Regions from separate parts of the Sus scrofa genome. Here all the other regions are linked to region 2. A link is a contact called in public Hi-C data. All regions are on one chromosome and are shown on one strand. The core of a region is the stretch at or near the end of the contact, and the rest is flanking DNA. Distances in the headings are between cores, read along the strand shown. Region 1 has its middle 69 kb from the start of TEX48. Region 2 has its middle 360 kb from the start of TNC. Region 3 overlaps TNFSF8 (TNF superfamily member 8).

Evidence for each region. A called contact is a pair of places that touch in the nucleus more often than the background predicts.
Region 1: a contact with region 2 is called in a Hi-C map of embryonic fibroblasts, with 2.1 times the contacts expected there. The contact joins two enhancer-like sites. A contact is called at or near these places in 2 of 47 Hi-C or Micro-C datasets (embryonic fibroblasts and fetal skeletal muscle).
Region 3: a Hi-C map of embryonic fibroblasts shows a contact between it and region 2, with 2.0 times the contacts expected there. The contact joins two enhancer-like sites. A contact is called at or near these places in 7 of 47 Hi-C or Micro-C datasets (brain, embryonic fibroblasts, fetal skeletal muscle and 3 more).

Annotation. Positions count from the first base shown.
Region 1 is chr1:255,278,633-255,282,625 of Sscrofa11.1, reverse strand. No RefSeq gene overlaps it. Among named protein-coding and RNA genes, the nearest start is that of TEX48, 69 kb to the right of the region's middle. Within about 2 kb of position 1,680, at least 7 of the 83 cell types and tissues checked have an H3K27ac peak or open chromatin away from gene starts, as enhancers often do. A contact at or near this core is called in embryonic fibroblasts, where this site is marked.
Region 2 is chr1:255,991,320-255,995,327 of Sscrofa11.1, reverse strand. No RefSeq gene overlaps it. Among named protein-coding and RNA genes, the nearest start is that of TNC, 360 kb to the right of the region's middle. Within about 2 kb of position 1,412, at least 1 of the 83 cell types and tissues checked has an H3K27ac peak or open chromatin away from gene starts, as enhancers often do. A contact at or near this core is called in embryonic fibroblasts, where this site is marked.
Region 3 is chr1:255,442,536-255,446,448 of Sscrofa11.1, reverse strand. The region is part of intron 2 of TNFSF8 (TNF superfamily member 8); the gene reads left to right. Among named protein-coding and RNA genes, the nearest start is that of TNFSF8, 15 kb to the left of the region's middle. Within about 2 kb of position 2,493, at least 9 of the 83 cell types and tissues checked have an H3K27ac peak or open chromatin away from gene starts, as enhancers often do. A contact at or near this core is called in embryonic fibroblasts, where this site is marked.

The DNA.
Region 1 (3,993 bases), core at 431-2,930, 710 kb after region 2:
GGATTAAACAAAGAAAAAAAATGAGAATTTAGCATTCTTTTCTATTCTTCTCCTTCCATGTTACTAGGGAAAAAAAAGCATTACAAAGGCAGTAAGAAATACCAGGAACTTCTCCTGAATTCATCCTCTCAGGACTGGGAATAGACCCTAACTCCAGCCTAACATCTACATCCTCTCTTTCTGTTGGAATCCAGACTTTGAAATCAGAGAGGCCTGGGTTTAACTGAGCAAGCATCAGTAAATGAGAGATAATGACACCAGCCCTGTAGGATCAACTGAGATAAGATATTAAGCCCCACACAGAAGGGCCTTAATCAACAGTAATTTCCATGGCGGTACCCAGTCTCAAACATCAGAAGTGCCAAGCAGCTATGGCAGGGAATTTTTTTTCCCTAGGAAAGCCCCCACAGTGGTATTGATCATTGTTTTGGCTACACAAATTTCAGATTCTTGCTTTCTGGCCCTCCTGGAGTCTCAGAGTTTCCTAAAATCCATGTGAAAATTCTTTGCTACTTAAATTTGCTACTAAAATTCAACAGAGTGAATTCTGTTGTCTGCAACTTAGAACCAGGACTGTTAGAGCTCCTGTCAACTACCACGTTTTACAGTTCATTTAGTCCCAAAAGAAGCTTTAGTCTACCTATTCAGCTCAGTTCCTACCCCTGACCCTACTGAATATGGATTCAAACTTTGCCACAGTCAACCTGTATGTAAACTGTCTTCTCAGCTCAACAGTGGTAGCCTGCTGAAGTCCACTGGAAAATGATCGGAGAGACTGAGTGTGGAATGAGGAGATAAGTCCACCACTGGAAACCCAAGGCAGGTCCTTTCAATACTGTGGGCCTTGGCTCCCAGGCATGCGAAATAGGAAGATAGCATCTGGCCCCAGGGAGCTGACATGAAATCAAAACCTGAATGTCCATCGACAGATAAATGGGTTAAGAAGATGTGATATACACACACAATGGAAACTACCCAGCCATAAAAAAGAACAAAATAATGCCATCTGCAGCAACATGGATGAAATTAGAGATTCTCATACTAAGTGAAGTAAGTCAGAAAGAGAAAGACAAATACCATATGATATCACATACCTGGAATCTAATATATGGCACAAATGAACCTATTTACAGAAAAGAAACGAACCCATGGACTTGGAGAACAGGCTAATGGTTGCCGAGGGGGAGGGAGTGGGATGGACGGGAGTTTGGGGTTAGTAGATGCAAAGTGGATGAGCAATAAGATCCTGCTGTATAGCACAGGGAACTGTATCTAGTCACTTGCGAGGGAACATGATGGAGGATAATGTGAGAAAAAGAATGTGTATGTATACAGATGACTGGGTCACTTCGCTGTACAGCAGAAATGGACAGAACATTGTAAATTAGCTATAATTTTACAAAATTTAGAAAATTTTACATCTTTTAAACAATAATAATGTAAGAATACTAAAATAAAATAAAATGGCAAATTTCTAGGCCTTTATCCACAGGGTAAAAAAAAAGGGCGATAGATGTGAAAACCCCTTGTCAGCTGCAGACCTAATGGTCAACTTAAATAGTGTCTTCTTCCATCTACCTCCCATGAAAGGCAGGGACTGGGTCAATCTTTCCCCTTCCACGATGCTTAGCTTGGTGATCAGGCCTCTCAGACCAGGGGCAGGGTCAAAATATGGGTCGTATTGCCCTCTGGTGGATTTAAATGGAAAGGGCATGGTTTTCAAATGGGCTACAAGGCTACAAAAAGCAAAGTCATGGAATCCTAAAATTCCAGAAGTGAAAGGGATCTTTGAGACTGTTTGGTCTAACATCCTCATTTATATATGGAACAGTGATAAAGGTCCAAGAGGAAAAGTGACTTGCCTGAGGTCATACCAAGAACAAGAGCTAGGACCAGCCCCCAGCCCCTAATGCCCACCCAGAGCAGAGGTCATTCTCTTTGATGTGAAACACAGAAACCCTCAGGGCTCAGTGTCCACATATCCCTGAACCCTTGGCACAGCTCAGCCCTGCTATCAGCAGTAGCACTTTAGCTGAACTCTGCCCAAGACTAGGTAATTTCCCCAACCCAGTTATACTGTCAAAAAGTTGTTACTTCTTTTTAAAACCTAACATGTCAATGTTTTGATTTCAATAAACAATCCAAGCTATAACTATGGCAACTTCTTAGAAATTTAAAGTGTTCTCAAGCATGACTGGATAATTCTAAGAGAAAAGAACAAGAGAATGTCTGATTTCTGCACAAATTGGAGAAGCCCTTTTTTTCAGACCCCAATCTCTCCCACAGCCTATGAAAATAAAACAATTGAGAGGAATTAAAAGCAAATCACCTTCACATCAACACAGCTGCCAACCTGAACCCGACATATATATAAGACCCCACATGCTAACGGTGCCCGATTAGCCATATTAATCAATCTAAAAAGAAGTGGGTTGTGTTGAGTCTTTGCAGTGGAGAGGAAATGTCCCATTCAGGACAATTCCTAGAGGTTTTTTGTTTTGTTTTCCTTTAAATCCCTTTGGAACCTGAACAGGTGAGAGGGAAGATCTCATTTAAGGTAGGGCTCAAATAAGCCACCTGAGTTCTGTCCCTAGAGTGGGCAGATGGGACCTTGAATACCAGCTCTTTCACGGGTAACAGGGAAGGTCCTGCCAGCCTTGCAAGGATACTGAGACAATCTTGTGAACTTCTACTCAGATCACAAACCTCACAAAAATGTGCAGAATTTTAATCACCCACTTGGGTATTCCTACTGTTTCTAGATAGGACCCTGAAGCTTAGTCTGCTTCAATCCTCTATTTCTTTTTCTACTACTACTCAAAATGACAATATCGGGTATTGTTTACAGTAACACTATTCTAAAAGGTTTGCATGGCTTAACCCAACCCCCACCAGAACACTCTGCAGAAGGCAATATTAATTATCCCCATTTTACAGATAAAAAAGACTGAAGATCACCAAAGTTCACTCATCCAAGATCAAACAGCTCATAAGTGACAGAACTTGAAGCCACGTCCACCCGACCTCAGAGTCCACACTCTTAAATCCAGCCCCACTGGGAAGACAATTTTTATCATCCCTTAGCTAAATTCCAGCAGGGTGTGGGACATCACTCCAGAAGTAGAGGTCAAAATCATAAAATGTTCTGTTTGGGTGTAAGCCCAGTGTCTTCCCAAAGTCACTTCTAAATTGAATGTTCATGCCCATTCTAAGCATTTTTGTTCCCCCTCTGCTTCATTCTAGCAATACAGGTGTATATTTGTAATCACAGTCAGATAGGAAGTGACATCAGGTTGGGAGCACATTTGAGGTTTCCTCCTTCAGGAAACAATATGATGTTTAGGAGAACTAAAGGCTTTGGAGTAAGACAGACCTGGATTTGAGACCCAGCTCTGCTGCCTCTGCTCCCTGTCTGTCTTTGGATATTTACAATAATTCCCACGTGTCCATGAGTGATATGGTCAGAGACCCAAATGATGCCTGAAACCGGGGATGGTGATGAATCGTTTTCTGCTCAAATCTGATGCCTTTTCCATCTTAAGGAGGCACTTATCATTCACTTGGCTGTAACTTTTGCCGTTTGAGGTGTGAGGGCAAAACTAGCACAGATTTCTTTTTCTTTCTTCACAATTTCACAGATGGAAGATTCTGTCTTACTATAGATTTTAGTAACCTCAGCATATGAATTTGTTTTTCCTTATTAAGTCAGGAGCTTTCTCCTTTTTCACTTATAGGAAGCCCTTTGCAGCTTTACTTTGGCACATGTCAATTGCCAGCATCACTCCTCTGGCATTTTGGATCATTATTAAGTAAAATAGAGGCTACTTGAAGACAAGCACTGTGAAACCATGACAGTCAAGCTGATAACCAAGACGACTACTAAGTAACTAAGGGGTGGGAATGGCTAGACAAAGGGATGACTCACCTCCTGGGCAGTTCAGGGTGGACAGCTCAAGTTTTTATCACACTGCAGTTTAAAACTTACAAATTGTT
Region 2 (4,008 bases), core at 163-2,662:
ATAATACATGTAAAACCATGTGGAATTTTTTACATCTATAGGCTTGAACATAATCTATAGATTAGAGTATGCATCCAACATAATTTTAAAATAATCACAATGATTGTATTAGAATACATTCCCATTTATCATCAATCCCATTATATAGGCATTTATAGCTCAATAGAGTGTGTTTTGGTATCGAGTAAAACCTATTGAGTAGTTATGATATTAGGTACTGTTTTAAGATTATTATGGGTGATAAATTAATTTAATTCCTATTAAACTCTATTAGATAAGAACTATACATTTCCATAATTTTCATTTGAGGAAACTGAGGCATACAGAGGCTTAAGACACCTGCCCAAGGTCACACATTTGGAAGTGGCACAGCGGGCTTTGCACTCAACATTCTAGCTCCAAAACCTTCAATCAAGTCTTGGGGGCAATGTTACATTTTTTTTTTTAAGAATAAGGAATAATGGAGATATATAAGACCTAAAAAAAGGGAAGAAAGAAGAAGAGGGGTGGAAGGAAAGCAATAGATAGAGAAGAGGATGTAAGGAAGGAGGATCCGTCAACAGCAGCAAATGCAACAGAGACACTAATCACATAGTGATAGGACATAATCATTGGATTTGGCAATTGAAAAGTGACTTTCATTAAAGGTCTCAGCTGGGTACCGAAGGCAGATGTACACAGTGGAGAAGTGAGAAATAAAATGGACGTGGTGAATGCAGAGTGCAAATATCTGAGAAGCTGGTGTGGAAATGTGTTTGAGGATGAAGGCAGTGGGAAAGGGCACTGTGGTCTGTGATCCTTGTGTTTGGAGGTGACTTGTCTGTTTCATGTTTTAGAAGGAGACAAATGTGAGCATGTTTATGGTCAGTCAAAATGGAGCCAGCCGAGTGGGAAAGATCCGTGCATAAGCCCAATTACAAAATAATGGAGAAGACCACCAGAGCTGCCTACAACAAAGAGAAAACAGAGGGCTGTGCATATTGTCGGGGGGCGGGTGCGGTGAACCTGCTTCACCTGCTTTTCTGCCCGTTTCTCACAGGCCACCTTGCCCTGGCATTCTGGACAGACCCCGATTGGGTCTATAGTAAAACGCTAGAGGCACATCGGAATTTTTTCTCTGACGGAGCTGTCTGCTGATGAATTAAGTGTGAATGAATCAGATACAGATGGGCTGAATTTCACTGAAAATAAACATGAATTACAAAATTGAAAGAGGAAAAATGCCCATGGAAAAATCACTTCTTGCCAACTGAAAATTGTTGGGAATGTTAATTTTTTTTCCTACCCTGGCTCAATATTCCCATCCATCCCTATGTCCTCCTTTAACTTGCTCCCAGTTTGTCTGCATAGATGAAATGTGTCAGTCCTTTGGGGGCCTTTAGAATAGATCTGAGGAAAGCACGGAGGCAGGGACTGATGGGAAACAGTGATGCAGATGTGTGTAGGCATTTATTAGTCAGCACGGGGCCTGTGAGAGGCTGGTAAGAAATGATTCTGGCATGCCTTAAGGATGGACTTCCTCCTTAGCTAGACAGATTCAGACATGGCAATGTATCAGAATGGAAAAATCCATGGGCTTCAGAGTCGGACTGACCTTGGTTGGAACTCTGGAAATACCATATATTAACCATGTGCCCTTAATCAAGTGACCTTTCTTCATAAGCCTCAATTGCATGATCTGGGAAAGTGAGAACAACAAGTGATATCTATCTCATACCAACACTAGGCTTCAATGAGGCTGTGCATTCACAAAAGAAACAGAAAATGTAGAAAATAGTTCCGTGCAGAAGAGATCCCAGAGAGCTCCACAGTCATGTAGAAAAGACTTTATACCTACAATTCATACTTTTCTTAAAAGGTCTGTTCCAAGGAGTAAATGAAATAATATAGAGAGAGGACCTTGACAAATGATGGCTTTGATGTGAAAATATCAACAACCAACTAAAAACAATTACTGGGAGTGGCCACGTGACTAGGTCCTAGCCAATCAGACATAAGCAGAGCTATTGGTAGGGTTTTGGAGAATGGTTTTTAAAAGGAGTCCACTCAGCAAGCATCTACCTTTTTTTATGTCCATCCCCTTCTTCTTGTCTAGACCATGATTGTATTACTAGAAGTGGTTTGGCCACTTTGGTGGCATGTAATACTGAAGAAAGACAGGTTGTTCCTGTAGGCATCTTGTAGTAGCTGTAGAAGGCCTTGATCGCTGACCTCCAGACTTCTTGTTATATAGGAATAACAAACTTCCTGATTTACTCCCAACATGTGGTTTTGAGTTTCTCTTACTAGGAGCCAAAGCAATTCTTAATACATGGGGTTTGAAAACATCATAGAAAATATGGAGTTCAAAACACTGAAGGGGTGTTCCCGTCGTGGCGCAGTGATTAACCAATCCAACCAGGAACCATGAGGTTGCGGGTTCGGTCCCTGCCCTTGCTCAGTGGGTTAAGGATCAAGCGTTGCGGTGAGTTGTGGTGTAGGTTGCAGACGCGGCTCAGATCCCGCGTTGCTGTGGCTCTGGCGTAGGCCGGTGGCTGCAGCTCCAATTCGACCCCTAGCCTGGGAACCTCCATATGCCGTGGGAGCGGCCCAAGAAGTAGCTAAAAAGACAAAAAAAAAAAAAAAAAAAAAAAACTGAAGGATTAATACTGTATGATGTCACTTATATGTGGACTCTAAAAAAAGCCAAACTCATAGAGACAGAGTGTAGAACAGTGGTTTCCAGGGGCTGGTGGTGGGAGAAATGGAAAGCTTTTGGCCAAAGGGTACAAACTCTGAGTTATTAAATGAGTAAGTTCAGGGAATCTAATGTACTGCATGGTGATTATAGTTAATAATACTGTATTACACACCTTAAAATTGCTAAGAGAATAGATCTTAGATGTTCTCACCACAAAAAAATGATAATTAGGTGATAAGATACACTATAATGGTAATCATTTTGCAGCATCTAAATGTATCAAATTGACTTTGTCTTAATAAAGCTGGAAAGAAAGAAAAAGGAAAAGAAAAAACACTGTAGCATAGATTTCACTTTACATGTTGGGGGTGACCTTCTAGAACCCTTGAGTGGGTTGTTTCTGATTGCCTGATAAGGGGAATGAAGGTCCAGGGCTGTTTGGCACTGGTTTAGAAGCAAGTTGACTAGGATCTAGGAACTTTGAGTGGTGATCAAGCACTGGGGGCTGGTTTTGGAATTGATGATGAGAAGAAGGCTGTCCACTGGGCTGGAGGGAACTGCAACAGTAAGACAGATGGGTGACTGGGTAGAATGATGATGGTGTCAGAAGAGGCATCAGGTGAGGAGGATCTGCAGTGCCTAGAAAATTGGAACACTAGGCAAAAACTCTCATTTACTCAGAGACTGCACTGGGAAGCAACTTTCATGAGAAGCCACGTGGTATAACATGAATCAGGGCATGTTGTTGTGACTCTCAAGAATACTCTAGACCAAGTTTGAATCCTGGCTTACCTAACTATTCCTAACACCAAGTGATATCTCTCTGTATTCTAGTCTTCTAATCTCTCAACTGACAGAGCAATGGCTATTTTGGTGGGTCATTGATAGAACGATAGAATGTGTATCTATGTGCCTGTTCTAGTGCCCAATAAATCTTAGTGGTTACCATTTTTCTTTCATTATTTCAGCAACAACCCTAAGCGCCTACTATATGCCAGCCACTTTGCTGGATGCTATAGGAATCTTGAATACGGTTTTTGCCTTCTGGTAGTGTGGAAAATAGCCACATTCTCTTAAAAACAAAACCAACCACAACAGAGACACTCATCTTTTAAAACTAAATTCTGATCAACTCCTCTTCTTAAGCCCTTTTGGGGATTCCTGTTGCTCCTAGGATAAAAAAGTGAAATCCTTAGCATAACACACATGACCATGTATGATGTTATGGTGCCCCTGTTTAAAAAAGAAATCAGTCTAATCTCAAGTTACCCTTTACTACCTCAACTCCAGACAGTTGGGTTTTAAGTGTATATGGCATATTTATGGTT
Region 3 (3,913 bases), core at 1,244-3,743, 550 kb after region 2:
CTATGTCCTTGGACACAGGGTCCAGGAGGGCTGGAAGACAGAGGCCTGTGCTGCTTCTCATCACTTCTTGTTCCAGTTTCCTGCCTCTGCCTCATTTTGAATCTCACGTGTGCCCGGGTATGTGCCTTGTTTGCCCAAACCCCTGAACATAGACCCCCTATTATGCCTGACTTGCCCAGAGTTCCAGAAGCACCACACACTGGTGTCTAGCAAAGTGGACAGCAGGGTTTGGGGTGTGTGGAGAAGCTGGCAGGGCTGTCCCGTCCGTCATGGAGGATGATGCAGAAGTGAGTTTTGGGGCCCACCAGGCCTTCGAGGCCTCTGCGCTCCAGCCACCGGGGCTTTCTCAGGGACCATGTTCCTCCCTGGGCGTCAGCTCTCCGCCATGCATACTGACCCACTCTCCCTCTCACCTTTTTTATGTCCTCTTTCTGTTCTCACCACCCCATCACTTCCCCTCGCAAACTCTGCTGAAATTCAAATTCTACTGACTTTATTGCAAAATGAGTTTGGTCGCCTTGGTCTCAGCCCCAGGACTTCCCAACATCCCAACAACCAATTATCAGTTCTTACCTGCATGAGGGGAATTCTGTAGACAGCTTTCAAATCAGTTTTTCTTTTATTCCCTTACGAGGCATGTGTAAGGAAGGATCTGGTGGAGTGAAAACCACAAACACGGATGGGGCAACTCACTCGGTGCCAAGCACTGGGCTGAGTGCTTGGTGATTCACTCATGCAGTCTCACAACAAGCCCTGAGGATAATTATCAGTTCTAGTTTATAAGCAGGGAAACCCGAGCACAGAGAGGTTTACTGACTTGCTAACAAAATCCAGGCTGATCTGCCCTGGAGCCCTTTGGCTTAACCTGGACCTTAAGGTCAGGTAATTCTTCCTGCCAGGGCTCCTCCTGGTGCCCCAGGCTAGGAATCCTTCCAAGGCCCTTGATCACTAGCTCGGCACCTGCTCCTGCAGCTGTCTGTCTTCCTGTCACTGCAGCACTCTCTCTGCTGAGGAGCTCTGGACAGAGAGGGTCACTAGGGCAACCACGGAGCAGTGGGGCCCAAAGGGCCATGAGCAGGGGATCTGAGGCTAAGTTCAGGCCCCAGCTTTGCGGCTGAGGAGTCATGAGACCTGGTGTGATTCCCTGCTCCCTAGAGCCTGCCAGGTAGAAGAGTCTGTCTTTCCTGGGAAGGTCAAGTGGCCCCCAGCATCCAGAGGTCTCTGGAGGCCCTGAGGAAGTGGAAACGGTGGGCAGACCATGTGAAGGGGTCTCGAACCCCTTCTGAGCATCCCCTGCCCTCACATGGAATCGGTCTCCTGCTGAAGATGAGGTACAAAATGCAGAGAACTGGGCTAAACTCTGTGATACCTAGATTCCAGCCCTGGGACTTCGTCTCCAGGGCTGGAATTTCCTGTTGTTGAAAATACCAGAAGTGAGGGGGACAAACCAGCTGACCTGTCCTGGCGTGGATTTTGCTCTGGATATAACATTCCACGAATGAAACAAATAGGATTAGGATTTTTGACCATTTTACCAGTCTAACAATTTACAATTTGTGCAGGCTCCCCTCCTTCCCACTCCTCCTACTAAAAAGAAAACATAGCTGTTAAAAGAGATCGAGTAAGGCGGGCTCTCTAACTAACTAAGGAGCCCCCCCACTCCAAGGGAACAATACAAGCTACCCACTGAAGGCAGTGAAACCAAACCAAGGATCAGGCTACTCACCAAACCCCGCTATCCCTGATGTCGACGAGCTGTGGTGGCAGCACCACCATGACACGACACTGGTGGCAGAAGAGGCAGGTAGAGAAGCTGCAGCCCCCTCCCCGAGAAAGACTGAAAATAGCAGAGACCTCACTTCTTTCAGACGGACTTGTCTGGATCTTAGCTTCCCCAATCCACCAGCTGTTGTAGTTTTTCCCACAGCAGCAGGGGTACTCCTGCTCAGGGGATAACTGCTTTTCAGACAATCACAGGCCTCAAAGAGCTTATCTGCTGCTCCATTTACTTTAAACCTGCTCACTCAAAACTCACACTTAAACTGTCTTTTTCTTAAGGCAGAGCCAACAGGTATCAGAAATCTCTGTATAAGAAATAAACTAGAAAATGGGCCACTGAGAATAAGGTAGAACAGGGGGCCACCCAGAGTGCTAGAGCCATGTAATGTGTACCTAATCCCTACCCCTCACCCCTCATCATCACGAGGAAAGAGGGGAGGGAGGAATAGATGGGGTGGGGTCGAGGGGAGACAGGAGGGGAGGGGAGGAAAAGGAAAAAACTTCAGATCACTGAGAAACATTACAATTTATACTCAGATTTAGCACATACAAATCACAAGTCTCTAAATCCAGAGGAAAAAAAATTCTCATCTTTCAAATACTTTGGAGAAGGGGGAAGAAAGAAAGAGAGAAGTAGTGGAAGGAGGGAGGAGCAGAGGGAAGAAGGGAAAGAGGGAGGGAAAGCAGGCCAGTTCCTCAAACTGGCTTCATCACGTATTTCACCCAAGCTCTCTGGACACTACACGTGTTGGCTTAAATGCCTACAAGCCGAGCAGTGCAAGCTCGGGGCCAGGCCATGGGAGCCAACCATCACGCAGTGGACTCTGGATGATGGACACAACCTCTCTGTTACACATTATCCCACTTAATCCTCCTGGTAACTTTCCAAGAGAGGTTATTATTACCCCCACTTTTGAGAGCATCCAAAGAGGCTGAGTCATTTGTGCAAAGCCACACAACTCAGTAAGTAGCAGAGGAAGAATCTGAACCCAAGCCTACTTTTCAAAGTATGCAGGCATACTTCCATATCTAAATAGCTAGGAGGTGTATCTTAAAGTTATCTGAAACATGAACAGGTTTCAACATATGACTCCAAATGCACCTCACCTTATAAATTAGACTTTAAAGGTGCTTCTTAAATACCCCCGCCATATCATCAATTCAATTTGCATTTAGTATAAATGAAATGTGAGGAAATACTCATAGAGTCACATAGTTTTATCTTACATACAGTAACAGATCAGGATTGAAAAGACCCCCCAAATCCTAAGTAACCTTTAGGGGATTCAAATGAATTTCAACTTGATCTCAATTTGACTTTCCCTGTGTTTAACACTGAGCATGCTGGACTGGCTATTACCCAAATGCTCTCTGTAAATCCACAGTCACCTGGCTGTCCTTTGTTTAACAAACAGCCCATCCTGGAGTTTCTCCATCACTAGCTAGCCTGGTGACATCAAGGAAACGGTCAAATTGAAGCCAGCTGAAATGACCTTTACCTTAAAGATTCATTTTGATTCAAAACTTGACTGATAATGGAGAGACTCCCCCTCGTTGTCACTAGTAGGGCTCTCCTAGCTATTTTCCTAAAGGAACAAAACTAACAAGCCAGAACATGGTACATGCAGAGTCATTAGGATAATTCCTCTCCTTCTCGGAAGGGTTAACATATTTTCAACAGGTACAAGGAGGATCCTTCACACATCAGATGGCCTCAAGCACTTAGGTACACAACTGAGAAACTCCAACCCATCAGATAGTCCCATAAACTTTGGTTAAATGGGCATTTTATCAGCCAGATCACTCTGCTAAGCAGCATTGCTAAGCTGTGCCACTGTAACAACCAGGGAAGGGGAGCAGGGGAGCTACCATGTGCTAGTCGTCTCCTCTAAGCCATGCGCTGTACCGGCCACTTGACATCCACAATCCCACTGCATCCTTGCAACATCCATACGTTTGGGTTGACTGTTACCATCCCCGCTTTGCGGATGCAGGAACTGAGGGTCAGGAAGGGGAAGTGACAGGTCTGAAGCTAAAAGCCCTGACCAGAACCCAGGTGCTCTCTTTGAGATGCTCTGCATCTGTTTTGCCCTGCTATCAGCCTAGGTGTCTGGCACTCAGATCCCATACAATC